Regions from separate parts of the Sus scrofa genome. Here region 2 is linked to region 1. A link is a contact called in public Hi-C data. All regions are on one chromosome and are shown on one strand. The core of a region is the stretch at or near the end of the contact, and the rest is flanking DNA. Distances in the headings are between cores, read along the strand shown.

Evidence for each region. Hi-C and Micro-C count contacts between places; a contact is called where the count stands out from the background.
Region 2: a contact with region 1 is called in a Hi-C map of skeletal muscle, with 3 times the contacts expected there. The contact joins the enhancer-like site here to the promoter of PLA2G15 in region 1. A contact is called at or near these places in 1 of 5 promoter capture datasets (fetal liver), 3 of 47 Hi-C or Micro-C datasets (epiblast stem cells, liver and skeletal muscle) and 1 of 2 datasets of contacts at active chromatin or transcription factors (skeletal muscle).

The regions. Positions count from the first base shown.
Region 1 is chr6:28,818,096-28,823,170 of Sscrofa11.1, forward strand. PLA2G15 (group XV phospholipase A2) reads left to right here and starts at 2,525. Exons shown (of 5, transcript XM_021094161.1): 1 at 2,525-2,780. The coding sequence starts at 2,672.
Region 2 is chr6:28,933,039-28,938,113 of Sscrofa11.1, forward strand. It overlaps PRMT7 (protein arginine N-methyltransferase 7), which reads left to right. Exons shown (of 19, transcript XM_021094144.1): 16 at 2,688-2,848; 17 at 3,734-3,830; 18 at 4,065-4,273. The coding sequence ends at 4,238. Among named protein-coding and RNA genes, the nearest start is that of SLC7A6OS, 52 kb to the left of the region's middle. Within about 2 kb of position 2,328, at least 9 of the 83 cell types and tissues checked have an H3K27ac peak or open chromatin away from gene starts, as enhancers often do. A contact at or near this core is called in skeletal muscle, where this site is marked.

The DNA.
Region 1 (5,075 bases), core at 1,275-3,774:
AGAGTAGAAGTTGGGGGAAATAGCCAGAATACCTTACATGGCCCTCACTCACTGTAAGTGAGATGCATATGATGCATGCAATGGGAGGGTTGTGAGTGGGTTAGGTGGACAGTGATGGGACCTGATTTTTTTTTTTTTTTTTTTTTGCTTCCTTTTAGGCCTTAGGCCCGCACTCACGGCACATGGAGGTTCCCAGGCTAGGGGTCAAATTGGAGTTGTAGCTGCTGGCCTAAGCCACAGCCACAGCAATGCCAAATCCAAGCCGTGTCTGCAACCTATACCACAGCTCAGGCAATTCCAGATCCTTAACCTGCTGAGCAAGGCCAGGGATTGAACCTGCATCCTCATGGATGCTAGTCAGATTTGTTCCTATGGAGCCACAACAGGAACTCCCTGATTTAATTTTTAGTGCCACAGGAATAAGGGCATAGATTGGACATCAATAAGGAAGACACTGGAGTTCCCGTCATGGCGCAGCGGAAAAAAATCCAACAAGGGAACCATGAGGTTGTGGGTTCGATCCCTGGCCTTGCTCAGTGGGTTAAGGATCCGGTGTTGCTGTGAGCTGTAGGCTGGCAGTTATAGCTCCCATTTGACCCCTAGCCTGGGAACTTCCATATGCCTTGGGTGCAGCCCTGAAAAGACAAAAGACTATATGGATGAGGGTAGTTTGGTTTGGGGAGGGTAGAGTTGGCAAAACCTGGTGACCACCTAGTTGTGGGTCTGAGAGTCAAGGAGGTATCTAGAGTCCAGGATGACCCCAGGTCTGTAGCCAGAATAATCATGTAGATGGTGGGGTCATAGTCAAAAGGGGAGACCTTCACCTGCTGCCCCCTCTCCACAGTGCCAGCACAGGTTATTGCTGACCAGGCCTTGGCACCCCCTCCCTCCATGGCCATAATCCTATCATCTGCAGGAACTATGGGAGTGGGCACCAGGGAACCAAGGACAGGGCCACACTTCGAGGCGCCTGTGGTCACCTGAGGCTGCTAGGCTGAGAAGACATTCAGACTGTGGCTGTAGTCCAAGGCAGCCTAGATTGTCCTGATTCTTATCCTACCCCCACTTAGCACTTGCCCTGGCAGGAGGGCCTCTAGGTTCTCTCACACTGGCCCTCTGCTGGGGCCTGGGTTGAAGGTGAGGGAGGCAGTGGTTTTAGAAGGTGGATCCCCTGGGCCAGGGTCTGAGGTGAGAGATAGCTGGACCTTAGGAGAGGAGGGTACCCCAATTACCAATGTGCTTCACTAAAAGAACACAAGAGAGGCAGGCCAAGACAGTGAGTATGTTCATTGACTGTCACTCCAGAGAGGCTGGATAAAGAGGAAAAAAGAAGGGAGGGAGGGAGGGGCAGGACAGAAGTCTTGGGACCAGCCAGGCATAACCAGGGTGTTTACTGGCCCTCCAGAGAGGGTATGTGAAGGATCAAGACCTCCAGTCTCCAAACACGCTGGTCTCTCTATTCCAGAATGAAGTATGGTACTGGAGTATTACTGGCTGTTAAGTCTTTTGCCCACTCTATTCACCCCAATTCCATGTGCAGAGTCTGTGTCCTCTCTGGAATGAGTTTGCATGGGGTGGGAGTGGCCTGGGGCATGAGATTCCAACACCACCCCTCCTGCTTTTCGTAGAAACTTGCAGATGGCCATGGCACTGGGTTGAGGCTCAAGCTCACTCTTTTTTTTTTTTTTTTTGTCTTTTTTGTCTTTTGTCTTTTGTTGTTGTTGTTGTTGCTATTTCTTGGGCCGCTCCCGCGGCATATGGAGGTTCCCAGGCTAGGGGTCGAATCGGAGCTGTAGCCACCGGCCTACGCCAGAGCCACAGCAACGCGGGATCCGAGCCACGTCTGCAACCTGCACCACAGCTCACGGCAACGCCGGATCGTTAACCCACTGAGCAAGGGCAGGGACCGAACCAGCAACCTCATGGTTCCTAGTCGGATTCGTTAACCACTGCGCCATGACGGGAACTCCTCAAGCTCACTCTTGCTTAACCCAGCCAGCGAACTGCTTGGTCAAGGCGAAGTGGTGTTTATGAAACCCCGAAACAGGCGAACTGAATTCTCACTGGAAAGAGAAATGCTTACCAGGCTAATGTTGCCTGAACCCAGATGCCCTTGGGGCAGAGTGCAAAGAACCAGCCTGGGAGATGCATAAGGTTGCTGGTCAGCTCCTGGTCCCAAGTTCCAGAACTAGTTGCCGGGGAATGACTTATCCCCTTTTTCCTCTTATTTGATCCGGGTCACTCAGCAGCAGCGAGCATTGGACCCGCTCGGCCCGGCGCATTCTAGATCCCTGGTAAGGGAGGCGCCAGGAATCGGGGGTGAGGGCTACGCAGCGTGGACTTTGGGGTGTCCAGCGGCGAGCTGGGTCCGACCAGCTGGGAATATGAGTGGAAACCGGGCTGAGCCTCAGCCGATCGATGCACTCGGCGTGCAGCGCGGTTAAGGGAGTTGGCCCGGGATGAGCAGGGGCGGGGCGGTGAGCTCTGACTGGGAGGGACGCCCAGGCAGCGAGTCCCTATTGGCAGACCATTTGCAGGAGGCGGGCCCTGATTGGCCCAGCCTCTGTGAAGGCTGTGAGCGGCGGGGTTAAGTGCGTCGCCGCCGCCCGGGCCTAGGCACGAGACGCGAGAGCTGAATCCGCACCTCAGACCAGCAGCTGCAGTCGCTGCTATGGGTCTCTGCCCCTACCGCGCCGCCCTGCTTCCGAGTGTCCTCCTGTTCCTCCTGATGCTCACAGACCCGGCGCTCCCAGCCGGACGTCCCCCACCGGTGGTGCTAGGTAAGGCGCGCGTCCAGTCGTGGGTCCGTTTGTTCGTGCGTCCAGCTGGATGGGGCTCGGGCGAGGCTGTCTTCCAGTTCTGCATCTGCTCTAAGCATGGGATTGGGGAAGATATGACTGTCTTGTCACCTGGGTCGGTCCGTCCGCTTCCCGCTTTGCTGGGCGCGGGTGTGGTGAAACTCTTGTCACCTTCCACTGTAGAATATAGGGATAAGTGGGATGGTTACCGCGCATTTGTGCGTCAGTTCAGTCGTTATTCCCAAACATGTCAGCCCCAAACATCCCCATTTTTCACCTGGAAAGACCGAGGCCCTTTGGCCCCGCAAAGGAGGTGGGGTGGCTTCGGAGTTGGCTCTCAGAAGCCTCAGCGTTGACTTGGGCCTGGCTAGAAGATGGTCTCCCTTTGCCTTTCAAGCCCCACAAGTTTCAGAGTGCATTACTGAAAGGAAGTTCTTTGGAGAAAGGATTCCTCTCCTAGCCTTCCACGAGGGCTCCGCCTGACTTAGCAAATGTGTGGCCCTGAGCCTGAGAGAAGAGGCTCAAGGGTATCCGAGGGTGGCCATAGACAGAGGTAGGAGTTGAGACAATGACTGTGAACAGATGTCATACTCTACCCTTACTTCTGCCACACCTTCTTGGACTACGCTATGTTGGGGTTAGGCAACCTCCCCTGCCTGTGTTCTCCTTGGTCCTGGCCCAGGCCGCTCAGTGTTTCCTACTGGTGGGTGTGGACATGGATGAGGCCTCTGTCTTGAGGGCTTTGGGTACCTCATTCAGGCCGTGACCAGCCAGGACTCTAGAAGGCAGAGGCATGCTGAGGTATACGTTACATACTGAACGGCTGCAGCATGACCCCCCCCCCCATGCTCTTTCTACTGTAGTGTTTTAATGAGGATGATGCAGATCACAGAGGGTGGGGTTGGCATGCAGTCCCAGGCACGCCCACCAGGAGCTCTGGGCCAAGAAATGCTCCAGGGGTATGCCAAGTTCACCAGAGGGTCTGGGCAGATTTGGTCCTGCTTCCCCTAAGCTGGCAGGATGATCCTGAGAGCTGAGGTCTGTGATAGGCAAACACAGAGAATCCACCAACCCAGTCGGGGAAGGCTTCCTGGAGTACGCAGCTGGGGCTGAGGCCCAGAGAGAGCTCCAGGCAGAGGGAACTGCATATCGGAGGGAGGGAACTAAGCAGTCCTGGCTGCCTGGAATGGAGTGGGGGCAGGGGTGGATTGTGCGGGCCTCGTGACTGGATGGGTCATCCGGACTTTATCGTGGGGGCCTTTAGGGAGCCTTATGTGAACCTAAGGAGTTTTGAGTATGAACACTGTGGCATTGGGAAGTGTGTGGTCTCTGACTGGACTGGTCCTAGGCCTTTTTACCTCATTAATTCGTTCAGTTCTGGGTTATCCTGGGTCACAGCAGAAGAGCCTCAGGCCTCACCTAGAGGCTCAGAGTAACTGGAATCCTAACCTGCCTAACTCGTCAGAGTATGAGGCTATTGGCATTAATCCTGGGAAACCCCATTGTGGGCAGCAGACAAGCTCTTCCTGGGCACAGAGCAGGGACCGACCTGACCTTGACCATCAGAGGATTGGCATCCAAGGGTGACTGGTCTCTATGGGTGGGACCCAGATTGAAGGGAGAGGAAGCAGAAGCCAGAGAAGGGGTACAGAAGACCCTGGGCAAGGGGAAGGGACTGTAGCAAGCCATTTCCACCTCTCACCCTCAGTCGCCTTATCTATAAAGTAGACATAATAAGGATATTCTCAGTGTTATGTGAGGTTAAATGCACATGGATGCCTCCTATTCTAGTTTTTGGTGTAAAGAGGCTCTGGAAGTGACCACTGGTGTTTTTAAAGGCCGCACAGCCTGGCCAGGGCAAAGGGTATCCAGATGAAGCAGATCAGGTGACTTCCTCTTTCAGGCATTTCCTCTCTGGTGGAGACAGTGACTGAGGTCTTTACACTGTCCTGCGTGGTCCATAGGCATGTCATCCAGAGGCTATCATTCTGGGGACTCCCTACTTCTACACCACCTCATGAAGGGAGGTAAAGGCAGGTGCCACACTTGCCTGCCATGGTTGCTCTGAGGACACTGTAGGGTGGTGCACAGGAAGGGTGTGCCCTCTGCAGGATTGGGGTCACAGCCAGAGCCCAGTGAATGCCCAGGAGAGCCAGGTACTACTGGTTGTCCACTTTGTTTTTTTGTCTTTTTGCCATTTCTTGGGCCGCTCCTGTGGTATATGGAGGTTCCCAGGCTAGGGGTCGAATCGGAGCTGTAGCTGCCGGCCTACGCCAG
Region 2 (5,075 bases), core at 1,078-3,577, 110 kb after region 1:
CAGGCAGCATGCAGAGAGCTCCTCTGTTGGGGGCAGGGAGGGCACCTGTGTCCCGTTGTACTTGGTTCACTGTGAGCATGAACCTGAGAGCTATTGCATCTCCAAGTCTGGTATTAGGCCCTTCTTGGCCCTGGACTATAACCCCTGAAACAGAATTTTGGGCTGGGGTCTGTCTGTCTGTCTATCACCAGGTCACTGGAATCACTTCTGCTTATGTCAGCAGATTCTCTCTTTTGGGATGGCCTCTCTAGAATGCACTTTTGGCAGCCTTCTGAGCCAGTTATTTTCAGCTTGGGGACTCCATTCCAGGGGAAGGTGCTGAGCGTGGAGGAGGTGGGATATGGAAGAAGAGTTCTCTAGGGTTATTTGTACATCAGTAGGAGATCAGGTCAGTTGCCAGGATCTGCTCAGAACCCAGGGCAGTCATGAAAGTGCCAGTGATATTTGGCTCCACATGCATGGACCGGAAGAGTCATGAGTCCTGTGAGAAGGGCAGGACAGGGAGGACCATCCCATTTTTGTAAAAGCATTAAGAAAATTCATACATGTAAGAACTATAAATGGAAAGTAACCTTTAAAAATTGTATACAACAGGAGTTCCAGTCATGGCTCAGTGGTTCACAAAACTGACTAGTATCCATGAAGACGTGGGTTTGATCCCTGGCCTTGCTCAGTGGCTTAAGAATCCAGCATTGCCATAAGCTGTGGTATAAGTTGCGGACATGGCTCAGATCCTGCATTGCCATGGCTGTGGTTAGGGTGGCAGCTGTAGCTCTGATTTGACCCCTAGCCTGGGAACTTCGTATGCCGTGGGTGCGGACCTAAAATAAATAAATAAATAAAAATTATATAAAACATTAAAAAAAATTTTTTTTGGGTGCTCCTGCAGCATACAAAAGCTCCCAGGCCAGGAATCAAACCCATGCCACAGCAGTGACCTGAGCCACAGCAGTGACAGTGCTGTATCCTTAACCACTAGGTCACCAGGGAACTCTTTAAAATTGTGTTTTTGTCTTTTTGGGCCACACTCAAGGCATATGGAAGTTTCCAGGGTAGGGGGTCCAATCGGGAGCTATAGCCAATGTCCTACGCCACAGCCACAGAAATGCTGAATCCGAGCCATGTCTGCAACCTATACCACAGCTCACTGCAACGCCGGATCCTTAACCCACTAAGTGAGGCCAGGGATTGAATGCAGGTCCTCATGGATACTAGTTGGTTACCAATGAGCCATGACGGGAACTCCCCCACCCCAAATTTTTTTAATTGAAAAAAAAATTCACACACAGAAAAAGAGGTAGAGTAGTGGACACCAAAATGTTAGTTGTGGAATTAGGAATTGGTTAAGTTTTTCCTCCTTTTGTTTATCTTTCTGTTTTCTACAGTGATTGTAGATTGCTTGTGTAAACATTTTTTAAGTAAATAAATTCAGTGAACATTTTCAATTTGCATCTTACCTGCTTCTCCACAGCAGACCAGTGACTTCCATGCTTCTAGAAAACTCCTTTGTGCCAAGTCACCACACATTTCTGGCTCCCTCTGGCCACTCCTTAATCTCCTTCCTGGGCTCCCTTCCCCCACCTTTCCATTCCCTAAGATGATGTGGGTTCTGGGTCTCCCTCAGGCCCTTACCCTGACCCTGCCCTCTGTGGCTGTCCGCATCCTCTCTCTTTGCTGGCCAGTGTCTGCCTCTTTCCTGAGCTCAGACCAAATAGCTAAGAGCAGTAGGCTCTCCACTGAGATGTCTTCAGGCACTCTGACCTGGTGCTTCCAGAATTCACCTGTCTTCCCCATCCCCAGCCTGGTCCCTTCCAGTGCTCCTGTCCTTGACCTGCCACTACTTCATACCTGACTTCTGGGCTCAGGGCCACCACCTCCTCCCAGATGAGTCTTGGCCTTCCCTTGCAGTTGGTTGTTGGGTTCCATAGCCATCAGGCCCTCCATGAACCAGTTTTCTTGCCCTGCTGCTGCTGGTCTGGTCTGGGCCACTTTGGTCTCTTGTCTCTTGCCTGCCTTCACATGGAGCCCAAGTGAATCTGTAGATCTAAAGACTGGTTCTGTCTGTCCCCTGTGGGAAAACCCTGGGAGGCTCCCTGAGGGCCCCCATCCCCCCGCCCCACACCCCTGCAGTCACCCCCCGCCACTTGGCCCACCCTGTCCTGCTCTCTACCCTCTCCCTGCTGGGCTTTGTCTTCTCTCCTCCCTGCTGCCAACTTCCGTATGACCTTCAGGAGGCAGCCCAGAGATCACGTCTCTGGGCAGCTTTCCTGCTCAGCCCTGTTCTCAGCCAGTCCGTGTTCCCCAGATGCTGTGGTTGCTTGTCTCCCTCTGGACTGGGAGCCTGGTGTGGGGATCTGGCAGCTGTAGTGCTCATTAAGGGTCACTTCATGGGCGAGTGTCCAAATGGCAGGTGTTTTCTCCAGTAAAGACATTTGATCTTTCATGTAGCTCATGAGACGGGCAGTGTCATCCAGTTTTAAAAGGGCGAAAATGAAGCTTACCAAAGAGATGGTTCATGAGTGGTGGCAGGGAACCGAGAAACCAACTGGTCCGATTCAGGCACTTGTGGTTTTTTGTGAGGACCCACTGCCCCCATGTGATTCTGGCAGTTGCCCAGGGACATGAGCCCTTGTCCCCTGGCCACCCAGCTCTGTCTCTGCAGATCCCTGCTTCCCTTCCCTTCTCAGCGTGCCCTGGACTTCAGAGAGAGCAAGGAGGCTGAGCCCCATCCGCTGTGGGAGTACCCGTGCCGCAGCCTGTCCGAGCCCCAGAAGGTTCTGACCTTTGATTTTCGGCAGCCAGTCCCCTCACAGCCTGTCCGTGCTGAGGGCACCATTAAGCTCAGGCGGTGAGTGTAGGCTCCAGGGTTGGGGGAGTGGAGGAACTGGGCTTGCTTTCTGTCTAATAGTTACTGCCCGAGTGGCTCAGCCTTTACTTTGGTCACATTCATATGGGTTGGCTCTCCTTGTCTTGGCCCTGCCCTTCCCTGTCTGCAGTGACTGTGAGTATATAATGGGCCCCTCAGCTTCGGAGTAGGGAGGGAGAGCCCCGGTGGGCTTACTCATCCTCCCATATCTGAGGCTCTCTTTGAGCTAAGAAGCATGTTACGCACAGCTGCAGAGAAACGTGAATTTGGTTGCTATGGTTACCCATTGGCCCATGTTTCTGAACTCTCCTGGGAACTAAAGCAGGTTAGGAATTGGCAGGGGCTGTCGTTGTGATGCATGACCAGGCCCATCCAGCTTAGCTCCAGCTCCCTTCATGGGGAGGAGGCAGCTTCTTCCTGGAGGAACAAACCTCATCTGATTGGGTGGAAGCCATGAGCCCAGAGTGCCGGGGGCCCCTTTGGTAATGAGGAGGCAGGGCAGTGGCCCATCTGGGCCTGCCCTCCAGGGTGTCTAGGAGAGATCTAATAGACTTTGATGCTGGTCTCTTCTCCAGGGCTTCTGGACCAAACCTTTCTGTGACCTCAGGCTGAGGAGGTGGTCCTGCAGCCAGCTGGCCCTGTCCTATGGTTACTTTTGGTACTTGGCCAGGCTTCCGGAATGAATGGGGGCTTTGGGCTGTGGCCTTTCCTGTTCAGTATTTTACTGAGTGGCCTTAAGTCAGGTGGAGTGTTAGGAGTCTCCTGACTGGGCAGAGGGGAAGCTGGGGAGACCAGAGGAGAGCCATGGCCACGCCCACCTGTCCCTCCTGTAGCATTTCTAATTGTCCCAACATCCTCCGCCCATAGGCCTGGGAGGAGCCACGGGGCTGTCTTATGGATGGAATACCACCTGACCCCGGACAGCACGGTCAGCACCGGCCTCCTGAAGCCCACAGAGGACAAGGTAATGCTGGGTGCATGGGTCTCAGAGTGGCCAACCCTGAGAGCAAGTGCTGCCATGCCTCCCGCCTGCCCTCCAAGTTTTCCTGGCATATTCAGCCAGATGCTAACTCCTCAGTGGACCCATCACCCGGCCCTGAGCCGCAGCTTCTCACTGCAAGCTTCCCAGGGTGGAGGCTGGCAAGGATGGACTCAGGTGCTAGAAGCCCTCACTGCCTTCTTGCTGTTTCCCTTGTAGGGGGACTGTTGCTGGAACCCCCACTGCAAGCAGGCTGTGTACTTCTTCAACACCACACTAGACCCCAGCGTGGCATCAGGCAGCCCCCGGACCGTCGGCTACACTGTGGAGTTCCACTCTCACACTGGAGACATCACCATGGATTTCATACTCCCTGATGTCCTCTCTTGTTGAGAAATAAAGTGGCCAAGGGCTCCAGGCTCTGCATGGTATGGCTTTCTCGGAAGGAAGGTGAAGGCGCCTCTCCTTTCAGGGCCCAGCTTGGCCTCTAGGCTTGGAGGAGACGTCTTCCCTTTTTGTGTTTTCACACTGTTGGCTTCTTGTTCCAGCTGTGGTGGGAAGCAGGGCTCGGCTTTGGAGCTCACCTGCACTTCCCGGAAGGGATCCAGAGTTGGCTGGGCCTAGCAGATTGGATGGCCATCTGCTGCACAATGCCGGGGTAGGCTGCTCCTGTGAGAGCTGGCCTAGCTGGGCTCATGCTCTGGGAACTTGGCCCTACCTGCCTGCTCCAGCTAGGAGGGGCTTCTGGGGCAGAGCCACTGACTTATGGCTGGGTCCCAGCCCTTGAAGACCATGCCAGGATCAGACTGAGGACCAGGTTCAGGCCTGGTCACTTGCTAGGTAATGGCACCAAGCCACATTTGTAAAGGTCTGGCTTCATTGAACAGCACCAACAGGTGACCAAGACTATCACCTGGACACCAGGCTGCTCTTCAGAGGACAGGGAGGAAGCTGTCCCAAAGCATTTCCTAAGAGACAGACCCAGGGAACCAGCCATCGGGAGAAGGGAGCCAGGAGGTACACTCCTTTCCCATGTGCCCTTCTTCTAGCAGAAGGACCTCGTTCCCCACAAGTCTGAGGCATATGCGTACCAGCACAGTCACCCCAGCCTTGCCTTACCAGGGAAGGTCAAAAGAGTCCCAGAGAGGCCCCAGACCTGCTGCTCCCCATGCTTAAGGTGCTCTTCTGCTATTTACTCCTAGTTTCACAGGGAGTAAGAGAACCCAGTGG